3 separate regions of the Mus musculus genome follow, and all the other regions are linked to region 2. Evidence: chromatin contacts called from public HiChIP or PLAC-seq data. All regions are on one chromosome and are shown on one strand. Each heading gives the region's core, a stretch centred on a gene start, on an enhancer-like site or on the middle of the called end of the contact. The rest is flanking DNA. Distances are from core to core; before and after follow the strand shown.

What was found. HiChIP or PLAC-seq counts read pairs in DNA pulled down with a chosen protein or histone mark.
Region 1: a contact with region 2 is called in an H3K27ac HiChIP or PLAC-seq map of large pre-B cells, with 7 times the contacts expected there. The contact joins the promoter of Ndc80 here to the enhancer-like site in region 2. A contact is called at or near these places in 8 of 39 promoter capture datasets (the 3T3-L1 cell line, 3T3-L1-derived adipocytes, the C10 cell line and 3 more) and 1 of 115 datasets of contacts at active chromatin or transcription factors (large pre-B cells).
Region 3: an H3K4me3 HiChIP or PLAC-seq map of pro-B cells shows a contact between it and region 2, with 8 times the contacts expected there. The contact joins the promoter of Wdr43 here to the enhancer-like site in region 2. A contact is called at or near these places in 7 of 39 promoter capture datasets (the 3T3-L1 cell line, 3T3-L1-derived adipocytes, cranial neural crest and 4 more) and 2 of 115 datasets of contacts at active chromatin or transcription factors (embryonic stem cells and pro-B cells).

The regions. Positions count from the first base shown.
Region 1 is chr17:71,524,305-71,528,808 of GRCm38.p6, reverse strand. It overlaps Ndc80 (NDC80 kinetochore complex component), which reads left to right and starts at 1,952. Exons shown (of 17, transcript NM_023294.2): 1 at 1,952-2,098; 2 at 3,067-3,176. The coding sequence starts at 3,076. It also overlaps a transcript of Spdya not described here.
Region 2 is chr17:73,257,549-73,261,729 of GRCm38.p6, reverse strand. No RefSeq gene overlaps it. Among named protein-coding and RNA genes, the nearest start is that of E330032C10Rik, 8.7 kb to the right of the region's middle. Within about 2 kb of position 2,904, at least 94 of the 459 cell types and tissues checked have an H3K27ac peak or open chromatin away from gene starts, as enhancers often do. A contact at or near this core is called in pre-B cells and pro-B cells, where this site is marked.
Region 3 is chr17:71,613,427-71,618,015 of GRCm38.p6, reverse strand. It overlaps Wdr43 (WD repeat domain 43), which reads right to left and starts at 1,801. Exons shown (of 18, transcript NM_175639.1): 1 at 1,531-1,801. The coding sequence starts at 1,755.

The DNA of each region.
Region 1 (4,504 bases), core at 703-3,202, 1.7 Mb after region 2:
CAACCAGGGCTGGGAGTATAGCTCAGCGTGCGGGTCCTGGGTTTGATACCAATGTTGTAATTAAGTTCTTACTGTCCTGTATATCGATGATGTACTTTGTACACACAAGTAGGTTTTATATTTAAACATACAAGGTGAGTGTGTACATACCACCTTTAAGGAAAAATGCGATACTTTAAATGTCTTTTAATTTCAGAATTGGTCATTCAAATTTTTCAGCCAACTTAGCCAAAGATGCTTCTTAGTTTGATCCTCCTTTCTTCGGGTGCCCTCTATGGTCCTTTTTTGGTCCTTGAGTCAAGGCACGAGTCCACATGGTCCAAGTATTCAAGTCACTAAATCCTTAAAAGGTGAGTGTCTTGTCAAGTCAAAGGATAGTAATTACCTACAAGAATTTACCCTTTTTTAAATGATATAAATCTATTTAGAGAGGGCCACAGGAATGAAAGGAAAGACAGCTGTTGTGCTTTCAAACTACAATTGCCACAGGAAGTCACTCCATTTCTCAGATCCCTGCCCTACCTAATCCTTATCAGTTGTAGGGCAGTAAGATTAAAAGAGTGCTCTAGCCAAACCAAGTGCAGCATGAATAGTAATCAGAAGTTCACAACTTAACTAGTTTGCTAGGTCAAAACTTCAAGATTTATAATCTGTTTGAGCCACACTCCAGTAACTAGGTTTTACAGAACATTTTTATCTTCACTTAAGATATGTTTTGCATTTCTGGATATAGCTTTATTATAATGTAGTGGAAACCTTAAGAGAAAACCGAATAAAAAATAAATTAAAGGCTCGTCTAATAGCATTTATAGTCAAATTTCTTATGCAACTGACTGCAGAATAGTGTTTGTTTCTTAAAGACAGAGAGTCACTAGGTTGCCCTGGTGTATGCCAGGTCCATCAAACTGGCCTCAAATTCAAGACTCTCTCGGGTGTGGACCCTGCCCCACATACAAACTAAAGTCATTGAATTCACTGAGCCTCAAAATTATCTCTTTAGTTTTTGGAGTTGTTTGTACGTGTGGGTTTTGTTTGGGGTGGTTTTGCTTGGGTTTGTTGGTTGTTTTGTTTTGATATAGTGTCTATGTTGCTCTAGCTGTCCCGGATCTCACTAGGTAAACCAGGATGGTCAGAGATTCCCCCACAACCTACCCCCACCCCACCCCCGCTTCCAGAGCGTGGAAATTAAAGGTGTGTACCACAACGCCCGACTAAAACGATCATTTTTATGTTCTAATGCCATTAGTTTCAAGAAGTAAATGAACTGCCGCTTACAGAGTCTGAAATATAATGCCTGCTAATATATCTGCTGACTACTATTTGGTGATGGAGATCTTCGTGATACCTGAGATTTTGGTTTCCCAGTAGAGACGTAAAGTGAGGAGTCACTGTGACCGCTAGGGAACCTCAAACTCAAAAAAGGACTGCTTAGCTCAAAACTAGCTAACGGCACAATAATGCCGAGAGCCAGGAATCTACACTTTAGCCCAGGGACAGGCCACCACCATCCGGGAACTAGTAACGCCTGCTTGTTGTTCCGAGGCTGGGCGGCGGGAATCCAGAGCACTTGAGGAAGCCTGATGTTAAATATCCCTCAGGCTCGTCCACCGCCACACTCGACAGCCTCTCCTAACGTCAGGAACCTCACGCCGCCTCATAGGCTTGGGTCCTGGCCTCCATCCTATCGGAGACAAACCCGCGCTTTCTACTTCCAGGACGCAGCCATATTGCTGTACGGAACTTGATTCCAGGAGGGCTCGGGCCGCTCCGCCCGGACAGCCCTACTCGTCCTAGATGCCAGCTTCCCGGACAGGGCGGGACTCCCTTCGGGTCACCGACGCTAACGACGACCTGGGAAGAGCCCAGAGCTCGCTTGGCCCCCGATGCGGACACTTCCGGCGACGAGGGCGGGCGCTGAGCGAGCGCGCATGCGTACTCGCCGTCGCAGTCCTGACGTCAGCGCGGGCGGAAACTTTAAAATTCAAACCGCCTTGGGTTGACGGAAGCGGACGCTCTGGTTTGGGCGGCTGTTTTCGTGTGCAGTCGTGCGGTTTACGGAAAGCTGGGCGCCGGGTCTCGTTGAGAAGCTGAGCGAAAGGTAACTGCTGAGATGGGATCAGCTCTGTGTTAAAATGGTCCGCGGCGCTGGAGCTGACTGTTGCGAGGGAGCTGGGGTGGGATCTGCCCGGCTCTGCAACGTTTGTAGCGGGAGAAGGCGATGCTAACAGGTGGGGACTGACAGGGGGAAAGCTGATTGGTGTGTTGTGTACCCGTGCTGATGCTGCAACTTAAAAGCCTGGTATGGACATGACTGGAAACCAGTGAAATCATGAGAGTAAAACTAGGTTGAACGCAAGCCACCAAAACAAGGAGGGGTGTGGCTCAGTGCTCAGCGCTCAGCCCAGCTTGCTAAAGGGTCTGACTCTCCACCCCTAGCTCAAGACAAAACAACAACAATAAAAATGCGATCTGTCTAACCCTCTGTGGAAGCTAGGGCCGAGTGCATAGTGTCTGATGCTGCAGAGATGAAGACAGACTCCAACGTAGACATTATTTTGATACTTGTTTTAAAAGCGGGAGCAGCCTGTGTTGTAAACCGGATTGTTTATCTTTGTTGAAAGGTGTTGCAGTAAATCTCCAACCCAAATAAGCCCAGGCAATGAAAACACAACTTAATTAATATGAATACATGCTGTGCGCCTACATTGGGCAGATCTATCACTACACTACCATCTTCCCCATATAAGAGACCCCTTAGAACTTCTCCAGGCCAGGTGCTTCTGCTCTACTTTCCTTCTCCTCAGTCGTCCCCTCTCCTTTTCTCCCAAAACTTTCAGCTCCATCTTCCCCTCTTTTTTCTGCCTCGTTTTTTTCTACTTGAAGTTGCGTAGGTGTTCTTTGTAAGAACTTCGGTTTACATGGACAAATAAATATAGCATACAAGGAAACGATTGTTGTACAGAAACAAACTTAGTTGCTTTCCTACTAGAGGATAAAGATAATAATTGTTGCTCGTTGAATTGCTTGAGTCTGGAACATTTTCCTAACGCTGAAATCCTGAATTAGGTTTCGAGAATGAAGCGCAGTTCAGTTTCCACCTGTGGTGCTGGCCGCCTCTCTATGCAGGAGTTAAGGACCCTGGACCTCAATAAGCCAGGCCTTTATACCCCTCAAACGTAAGTGCCTCCCCTGTGCTTCTCAGCTGCTTACTTTACTGTCTAGAGAAAAAAAAAAAGTGCCAGAAATGGTTAGTACAAAAGTGTAAGTGATGTCTTGGTGACTCCTGTCTCCTCCCAGTAGTACTGGATTAGGGGGAGGGGGGCAATGAAATATAAAAGTGGACACGATGCTAGGTTTTAGCTCGTTGTCTCTCCAATTCCCATAGTCAGATTCTTTACTGGGCGTGCTATAAAATAATTGTCAATGCTTGCTTTCCTCTTATTCCTTTGTTATTAGCCGTTTAAGTAGGCACCATGGTATTACTCATTATTTATTAAGATGTTTCCAAATACTAAAGGTAGTAATAAAATGGAAGCAGATTTATTTGTTTTGGTGATAAGCTATAACATAATTTCCTCAAGTTTGGGGGCAGGTGTCCAAGGGAACGTGCTACATAGCTCGGTGTGGTCACACACACACCCCTACAATTCCAGTATTCAAAAGGCTCTAAGAAGAAGATGGCTCAGGGCTGGAGAGATGGCTCAGCGGTTAAGAACACTGACTGCTCTTCCAAAGGTCCTGAGTTCAAATCCCAGCAACCACATGGTGGCTCACAGCCATCTGTAATGAGATCTTATGCCCTCTCCTGGGGTGTCTGAAGACAGCTACAGTGTACTTACATATACTAAATAAAGCTTTAAAGAAAAAAAAAAGAGAAGATGATGATGATGATGGCTCAATGTGAATTTAAGGCCAGTGTGGCTATATAGTAAGTTCCCCAGCTTGTATAGTTCACAGAACAACCAACCAACGAATTTCTTATGGTAAACATCAGTTTTTCTCTCTGAGATTGCTCTTCCAGTTAACAGAAGGCTCTCTCTAACCCTATATCCTATAAAGTCTACATATAAGCTAGCTACTTAAAAAGCCATTCGTAAACACTTGTATTGATATAGTATAAGGCTCCACTACTTTTTTTGTTTGTTTGGGGTGTTTGTTTGTTTGTTTGTTTTTGAGACAGGGTTTCTCTGGCTGTCCTAGAATTCACTTTGTAGAGCAGGCTGGCCTCGAACTCAGAAATTTGCCTGCCTCTGCCTCGCCAACTGCTGGGATTAAAGGTGTGTACCACTACCGGTGCCTGGTGAGGCTCTACTATTAGAAATGTGAACTATTTACATATTTTCTTTCTGGATACTTGAAGCACTTTTTTTTTAACCATGATACATTTCTTAGACCAAAAAAGATTTGTGCATTGAATTGTACTTAAAATGTTACCATTGCCATTTTTCTTATAGTTTAGAAAATAATGGCTTAAATGGCTATACCTAGTTCCATGCTGAAAGAA
Region 2 (4,181 bases), core at 1,655-4,154:
TCTTCCAAAAGTCCTGAGTTCAAATCCCAGCAACCACGTAGTAGCTCACAACCATCTGTAATGAAACCTGATGCCTTCTTCTGGTATGTCTGAAGACAGCTACAATGTACTTACATATAATAAATAAATAAATAAATAAATCTTTGGGCTAGAGTGAGTGGAGCCAGAAAGAGAAGAAAAAGTGTCTGAAGACAGCTACAGTGTACTTAACATATAATACATAAATAAATAAATCTTTTTTTAAAAAAAAAAAAAAAGGAGGTCTTCTTTGGACTTGGCATCTACAACTGAGAGACTTTCCAAGTCTTAGTATACTTTCCTCAGTTGCCCCACATAAACTATAGAGGGCCACTATAGGAAGTGTTGAGGATTAGGTGAAACTGCAGACTAGGGTAGCTACTCTTTAAGAGTCATTAAGTTCAGCTACATGGAACAAAGACTGAACATTCTAGACCTTTCAGCTGTCCTCTCTGCTGATGGACATGTGATGCTGTTTTGGGGACATGGTCCAACTCTCTTATTTCTATGCCCATCTAGTTGATGTGCCCTGCCTTCCATATCTACCTGGACCATTCCTGCCACCGCCTTCAAGGAGCTGCTATCACTTTGCTCTAAGTCTGATTCTTCCTTTTGCCTCCCCTGCATGTTTTATTCATGTCCCAGTACAAGACATAGCCTGATCTATTCATTATAAGCTGTGTGTGTGAACACATCTCTTCATTGCATGGCTAGAAGTTAAGACGGTCAGTGCTGTGTCTTGGTCGCAGAGTTTAACCATGGCAGGTGACCCAGAGATGTTCCAGGAGCTATGCTATCTTAGAACTAAGGACCCCCCACCATCATGTTGTGTGTACTTGACTTCACCCCCTCCACCATGTCATCTCATGAGACTTCTCAAACTCCCTCCACTCCTACAATGGATTTGGGTTAAAAGAGGTCCAACTCCAAAAAGAGCCACTGGGCATCACCCTTCTTTCATTGCAGTAGTTACAATATCTGACTAGAAGAAGCTTACAGGGTATTATAGTTTCATCTGTGTTGTGATAAAGGAAACTCTGGCAAAAATCAACTTTGGAAAGGAAAGGGTTTATTAAGGGAACATCAAGGCAGGCACTGCAGCAGTGAGTGACATCATATCCACAGTCAACAGCAGAGAGAAATGAATCCATCTTGCTGCCTACTTTCTCTTATCTAGCTTTTTCTTATCTTGTATAATTTAGGACTCCAAACCCCCAGGGAAGGATGTCACCCAAAATGGACAAGACACTTCCCAAAAGACATAGCCATAGGCCAACTTGATTAAGGTAACTTACTAAAACTTTCTTCCTAGCTAATTCTAGTTGCCTCAAGGTGACAATAAAAGCTAACCATCTCAAGACAAGATTTACAGTTCACAGAGATACAATCTGTCACACAGGGAAGTCACAGCAACTGAAATATGTGGAGACTTGTCACCTTGCTACATTGTTTGACTCGTCACATTGCTACATTGTTTCTGTGAGCAAGCAAAGAGAGATGACCGCTGATGCTCAACTGACATTCTCCTTTTCATCCAATCTGTACCCCAGCTCATGAAACTGTATTGCACATTCTTCAGCTAGCCCCTTCTAGAAATACCCTGATAGACACAGGGATGTGTTTCCATGTTGATTCTAAATCCAGTCAAGTTGATGGTGAAGATTAACCATCACAGGCTCTAAGGAACCATGTATGAACTGACACATATACTCGTGTTGGCTAGCCTTGTGTCAACACAAACTAGAGTTACCTGCAAAGAGAGAACCACAATTGAGAAAAATGCTTCTATCAAATCCCATTATAGGCGGGCCTGTAGGGCATTTTCTTAGTGGTTGATGGGAAAAGGCTCAACCCATCATAGGTGATGCCATCCCTGGGTCCTACGTTCTATTAGAAAACTAGCTAAGCAGGCCAGTAAGCAGGACCCCTCCATGGCCTCTGCATCAGCTCCTGCCTCCAGGTTCTTACCCTGTTTGGGTTCCTGCCTTGACTTCCTTCAATGATGATCAGCAATATGAGAGTGTAAACCAAATAAACCCTGTCTGCCCCAAACCTGAGCAAAATGAAAGCCAAACTTGGATTTTGATCATGGGGATTTGTTGCAGCAATAGAAACCCTAACAAAGACGACGTTGCATCGCATTGTCTCACTGATATCAGACAACCCCAAGCTATAAGGTCACCACTGACTAGATAGTCACACTTCATTAGAAATGTCTTCTCTCTGCTCTGTCCCAGTAAACTTGTTCAGTCACAAGCATGTTTGGAAAGAAAAAGAACTTGGGCTGGTGAGATGGCTCAGTGGGTAAGAGCACCGACTGCTCTTCTGAAGGTCTGGAGTTCAAATCCCAGCAACCACATGGTGGCTCACAACCATCTGTAACGAGATCTGACTCCCTCTTCTGGAGTGTCTGAAGACAGCTACAGTGTACTTACATATAACCAATAAATAAATCTTTTAAAAAAATTATTTCTGTCAATTATTAAAAAAAAAGAAAGAAAGAAAGAAAAAGAACTGAAGGCAGTGGACTGATACCACAGTAGGTATGTTTGGTAAAGGTGTGTGTGTGTGGGGGGGGTCTGTGTTTGCACAACCAGGGTGGGCCTCTTTGGTTTCAGCTCCTTCAGCTACTTCCCACTTTCCCAAACCTCTGGCCCCCAGCTGACCGGCTGTGAGGTGCAGGTTAGCCCTGAGGAAGCTCTGAATCACGGTCTGAACTTCAGCCTAATGTCCTTCGCAGGCCTTGTCATTTGCAACCCGACCCACTTCTTGCTCTTCAAGCCTCCGGTTTTATGGCTGAAAACATCTGTATGGAAATGGGCTCTGCCAAAGCAGCGACTCCCCACCCTGCTTCTGCACCGGAAGTGCTGAGTGCTGGGTCGCTTCTGGCTGTTTATGACTGTTTGCTGTGGAAACGGCTGGATTCACCGGGCCCTTAGAGGCAGCAGGTGCAGAGGGAACCGGGAGAGCAAATGAGTTCACGAGAGAGTTCCTGTGCCTGCTTCTCACTGAGACCTGGAGGAGCAGAGAATGCAGCCAGATCCATTGAAGGACAACACAGGCATAAGAAAACCTGGGGGGAGGGGCGTGGCGCGGTGAGCTGGATATTAAATGACCCCCAGATGCAGGGCTGAGAAATCCCCTCATAGCTGACTCTGAGCTTGACCACAATATCTATCTATATCTATATATAGAGAGAGAATCCTTCTGGCTGACAGTGCTCCTTGCTTCTTTGCATGCGAGCCTGATCTCTTGCTCCAGCCTGCTGGGCTCTGTTGCTGGGCTCTGGAAAGCACATCTCAGGGATGCCAACCATTCAGAAATGAGCTTCTGGAAAGGCACAGCACCTGCCCACCTAGTCGGCTCTCCCCCTGTGGAGAAAATTTAGACAAGAAGGATCAAGAGAAAGGCAGAGAGACACTGGGCTCACTACGCAAATGCATGAAATCAGTTCACTAACTGTTCTTAAGGATACTAATAGGCCAGTGGGTTTTCAGGATAAGACTCACCAGGATAAGGTACCTACCCAGAGGTTTCCCATGAAGGAGGGGGTCCCACCACCAGGTGAGAACACAAAACCCCATGGCAGCTAAGGTATACTTTTACTCTAAGCTTAGAATGTTAAGCCCTTACTGTGCACAGAGTGAAGTGTTAGCTCTGTAAAGACAGATTCTGGCCCTGGGATCCTTACTGCTCTCTAGAGAACACAAACCCTTTCAGTGCTGTGAGGCCTAAGAAAGGACGTTGGAAAGGGGAGGGGGGACTGGTTAGCGTGCGCAAATCACCCTCGAGGGCGGCGGATAGGAGCTTGGAGTTTCATGTGGAGATTTCCCGGTCAGAGTTGAACCAAGTGCAGAATGGAGGAAGGGAGATGAATGGTTGAAGGGAATAGCTTTGCGTCCACAAGAAAGGTCCAAGAAGGCAACCTCTTCAACCTCATGTGTACACAGGGCCTTGTGTGCACAGCTAGCCGGGAGAGAGGTCCTCTCTGTGCGCATCTCTGGATAGCCACTGATAGTAACTGTCAATCAATGCAGTCGCTGACTGATGAAATGGGTCTTCCGTTTCAGAGTCAAAAGGCCCCTTCTCTGCTGGTATAGAATGACGAGTCTACAATGGACAGATGACAGGCTCAGAACCCATTAGTAATGTTGGCTTGCAGA
Region 3 (4,589 bases), core at 552-3,051, 1.6 Mb after region 2:
TTTAATTTGAGGAGCTTTGTTGAAAAGTTAAAGTTGGGCTCCTTTAAAAATGGTTGTATCCCTACTGTATCACAGTGGATGAAAATCTCCAAACCGCTATTTTTGAAATTTGGATTTTGTTCTGGGACATAGAAGATTGGAAATGAGTATCTAATACTATCTGTTGAGGACAACCAAGAACTTCAAAGACACGAGTTCCGAGTCTAGTTCCTGTTGGCCTTTATTGAAATTGCTTGCTTTGACATACCTTGTGGACTAAGGACAAAAATACAAGATACTAATACCACTAGTAATTAGCACTTCACTTAAGGCGCTATACACTATTCTAAGTGATTATCCTCATGTTATAAGTAGGGAACAAAAAACACAATTATTACAGAGGCTGGACTCCTACTTTTACAGCCTGGCTACAAGCACTTAGCTAACTGCTCTCTCTGTATTTCTGAGTGTTAGTAAGTACTCTCACCACTTTACAGGACTGTTAAGTTAAAAAGAAAACTGTATAAAGTTAAAAAAAAAAGTGCAGCAGCTCTAATGCTGACAATTACATAACTTTCACAAATCTGATTATGTTTGACTTATAGGGCCTCATATCTGCTCTTTGTCACCAAGAAAAGCTGGAATCCGGTAAGTAGCTAACCACTGTCACACAGAGTATAGCAACTTAGATAAAATAAATTTATGTGAAAGTTTACTCTTGGGATGGGAAGGAGTAAGCTATCCCAACAACTTTAACATCAGTGACAGCAAAACGTCACATATTTTAGGATACCTTTTACACCGGTTCCAGATTTTTGCCTGCCGACTGCCTAACCACGTGCGTGCCGAGATCTAACCGGGTGAGTCAACAGTGAGCAGCATTTACCTGACAGCGAAAAGGATTCCCTAACTAAGCAGTTTCCCAACTACGAGAGAAAAAAAAAAAATCACCAGGACCTACATCATATGCCCTACTCTATTTCACTGTACCTCCGCTGAGAAAGAAGGGAACTTAGAAATGGAAAAGAGTTTGTGGGACGACGAATCCCACAACCTAGAGGCAGAAGGGAACACGTGTTGAACACGCATCCGAGCCGAGGGAAGGGGCTCCCGGAAGGAACTTAACCTAGACGTGCGCATTCCAAGTGCCCAAAGCAAAACCAATACCGGGGTCCGGGATGCGGAAGCGCGAGACGGTCCTAAAGTGCGCACCGGGTAGCTCTGATGGGGACCCAGGCCTGGGAAGTCTGAGGCCGCCCCCCGGGGGAGCAGAGGCTTCGATGAACATGGCGGCCCAGAAGCAGCCGGGGTGCAGACCTCGTGGAGACCGCGGGATCGGGCCGCACCCTCCCGCAGCCCCCCTCGGGCCAGGCCGCACTTTGCAGCCGCGGCGCCGGCCCAAGCGCGCCGCCGGCCCGGCTCCGCGCCTCCTCTCTCCCGGGACGCCCCGGGCCACGCGCGCCAGGGGTGCCACGCGCCTCGCCGCCCGGCCCGGGATGCCGCAGCCCGGCAGGAGGTCCCCGTCCCCGTCGCCGTCCCCGCTCATCCTACCTTGGCCTGCAGCCGTGCTGGCGCCCAGGCCAGGCAGGTGCAGGTACCGCTGAGGTGCGCGGAAGGCACGTACTCCTGGTGCAGCCGGTTGTTGGCGGTCTCCCATACTCGCAGCTGACCGTCACTAGAGGCTAAAGCGAAGTAGGCTTGACTGTCCGGCGAGAAGGCGCAGGGGACCCCCGCCGGGGCCAAGGGGTCGTAGCTACCGCCGCCTCCGGCCGCCATTGCTGCTCTGGCTCCGCGGCAGCCACGTGTTCGCCCGGGCGCAGGCGCACCGGCGCGGGGTGGGGCCTGCAGGGAGGAAGTGGGGCGGAGGGAACGCTGAGAGCCCAAGAAGTGGCTGGTCGTGACGCAGGCCAGCGTTTAGCCGGGCCCACCCTGTGGACGGTGGCTCAGTGGGGTCCTTCTTAACTTGTCCTGCGAAGGAAGCGCGAGGGGAAGTGATTTGCATACTACCGAGCCAGATCCTTCTTTTAAAACTACGTCCTATGAAACAACTAGACGAAATGTTTAAAAGAAATATTTACTTACATCTCCGAGATTGTAACAGCTGTTTCCATGTTTCTTTAGTCTCTTCGAGGACGTGGCCATGTACGTACAATAATTATCCAATCATAGTTCTATCAAAGTTAGAGTTGGGGCTTGAAGAAACAAGATGCCTCTTTTATCTGTGTTAACACACAGAGATACTATTGGACAAGAGAGGAGGTCAAGTTGGGTGTAAATAAAGAATCCGGGCGGTGGTGCCTCACGCCTTTAATCCCAGCACTTGGGAGGCAGAGGCAGGCGGATTTTTGAGTTCGAGGCCAGCCTGGTCTACAGAGTGAGTTCCAGGACAGCCAGGGCTATACAGAGAAACCCTGTCTCAAAAAACAAAAAACAACACACACACACACACACACACACACACAAAAGAAAAAAAAAAAAAAAGAAAAGAGAAACCAAACATATATTCCCATCTGGATGTGTGCCTTTTAATCCCAGCACTCTATCTGAGGCAGACGCAGGCACGGTCTAGAAACTGAATTCTATAACATCGAGGACTATAGGGAAACTGTCTCCAAAAGATAAATGATAGATAGATAGAAGAAATTTTTTCCTTATTTTATTGGTTCTTTTTTTTTAATTATTGGTTATTTTGTTTATTTAAATTTCAAATGTTACCCCCCCCCCGGGTTTCCTCTCCTAGAACCCCCATCCTACCCACCTCCCCCAGGCTGCTTCCTCACCCACATGCACACTCCCGCCCCACCACTCTAGCATTCCCCTACGCCGGGGCATCATGTCTTCACAGGACCAAGGGCCTCCACTCCCTTTGACGACAAACAAGGCCATCCTCTGCTACATATGCAGCTGGAGCCATGGGTCCCTCCTGTGTACTCTTTGGTTGATGGTTTAGTCTCTGGGAGCTCTGATGGTACTGGTTGGTTGATGTTGTTCTTCCAATGGGGCTGCAAGAGCCTCTCAGGAGACATCCATATCAGGCTCCTATCAGCAAGCACTTCCTGGCATCAGCAATAGTATTTAGGTTTGGTGGCTGTATATGGGATGGATCTCCAGGTGGGGCAGTCTCTGGAAGGCCTTTCCTTTAGTCTCTGCTCCACTCTTTGTCCATGTATTTCCTTTAAACAGGAGCAATTCTGGGTTAAAATTTTGAGAAGGGTTAATGGCCCCATCTCTCAACCAGGGACCGTGCCTAACCTCTGGATACAGGTTCTCTCTCCCCTTTGTTGGGTAATTCAGCTAAAGTCATCCCCCTTGGGTCCTGTAAACCTCTTGCTTTCCTAGCGTCTGGGACTTTCTGTTAGCTACCCATCCCCGTTGCTACATGCCTATGTTCAATTTCCTTACCCTCTATAGATCTCCCCTGCTCCTCCCACACCTGTTCCTGCACCCCCCCTCTTTTCCTCTTCCCCTCCTACATTCCTCCCAAGTCTCACTCACCCTCTACCTCCCATGATTATTTTGTTCCCCCTTCTAAGTAGGACTGAAGCATCCACACTTTGGTCTTCGTTCTTCTTGACCTTCATATGGTCTGTAAGTCATATCATGGGTATTCTGGGCTTTTTTCCTAATATCCACTTATCAATGAGTATATACCATGTGTGTTCTTTTGTGACTGTGTTACCTCACTCAGGGTGATATTTTCTAGTTCCAATCATTTGCCTGTGAATTTCATGAAGTCATTGTTTTTTAATGGCTGAGTAGTACTCCATTGTGTAAATGTACCATATTTTCTGTATCTTTTCCTCTCTTGAGGAACAACTGGGTTGTTTCCAGTTTCTTCTGGCTATAATAAATAAGGCTGCTATGAACATAGTGGAGCATATGTCCTTGTTATACGTTGGAGCATTTTTTGGGTATATGCCCAGGAGTGGTATAGCTGGGTCCTCAGGTAGTACTATTATTGAAAGACTCCGAGAGGAGCCCCTCGCTCAGGCCTCGGGACAATAGCGGACACATAAGAACTCACAAGAGAACAAACTTGATGCAAACCACATTAGGCTTTATTTGGGGAAAGCCAGAGCTCTGGGGACGACTCATATCCCACACAGGGGTAGAGGAGTCACCTCCACGGGAAAGAGGTCCCAGTTTTTATAGGCCCTCAGGGGAGAAAGGAAAAGGGAGAGTAGGAGATTTCCAGATCTAAACAATGTCTATCAATGGGTATGGGAGGGGTACAAGGAAAGAGTCTGGTGCAGGTGTAACAACTCCGGATTGGCCTGGCTGTGGTTGCTGGGGGAGATTTTTCCGACTCTTCCCCAGCAGCCAATATCACAAACACCTGGCAATGGGCTTCATCAGTGGGCACACACATGGGTTCAAAGAACAGTCAAAACATTGGCAGACACACGGGTTCAAGGAGTGGCCAGAGCATTGTGCACCTCTATTTTTCTAAATCAGTGAAGCTAGTTCTGCTAGCAATGAAATCTATCTTGCCAATTTCAGGGCTTCTGTGACCTTTTACATTCTGTCAGGATCTTTCACTATGTCCAATTTTCTGAGGAACTGCCAGACTGATTTCCAGAGTGGTTGTACCAACTTGCAATCCCACCAGC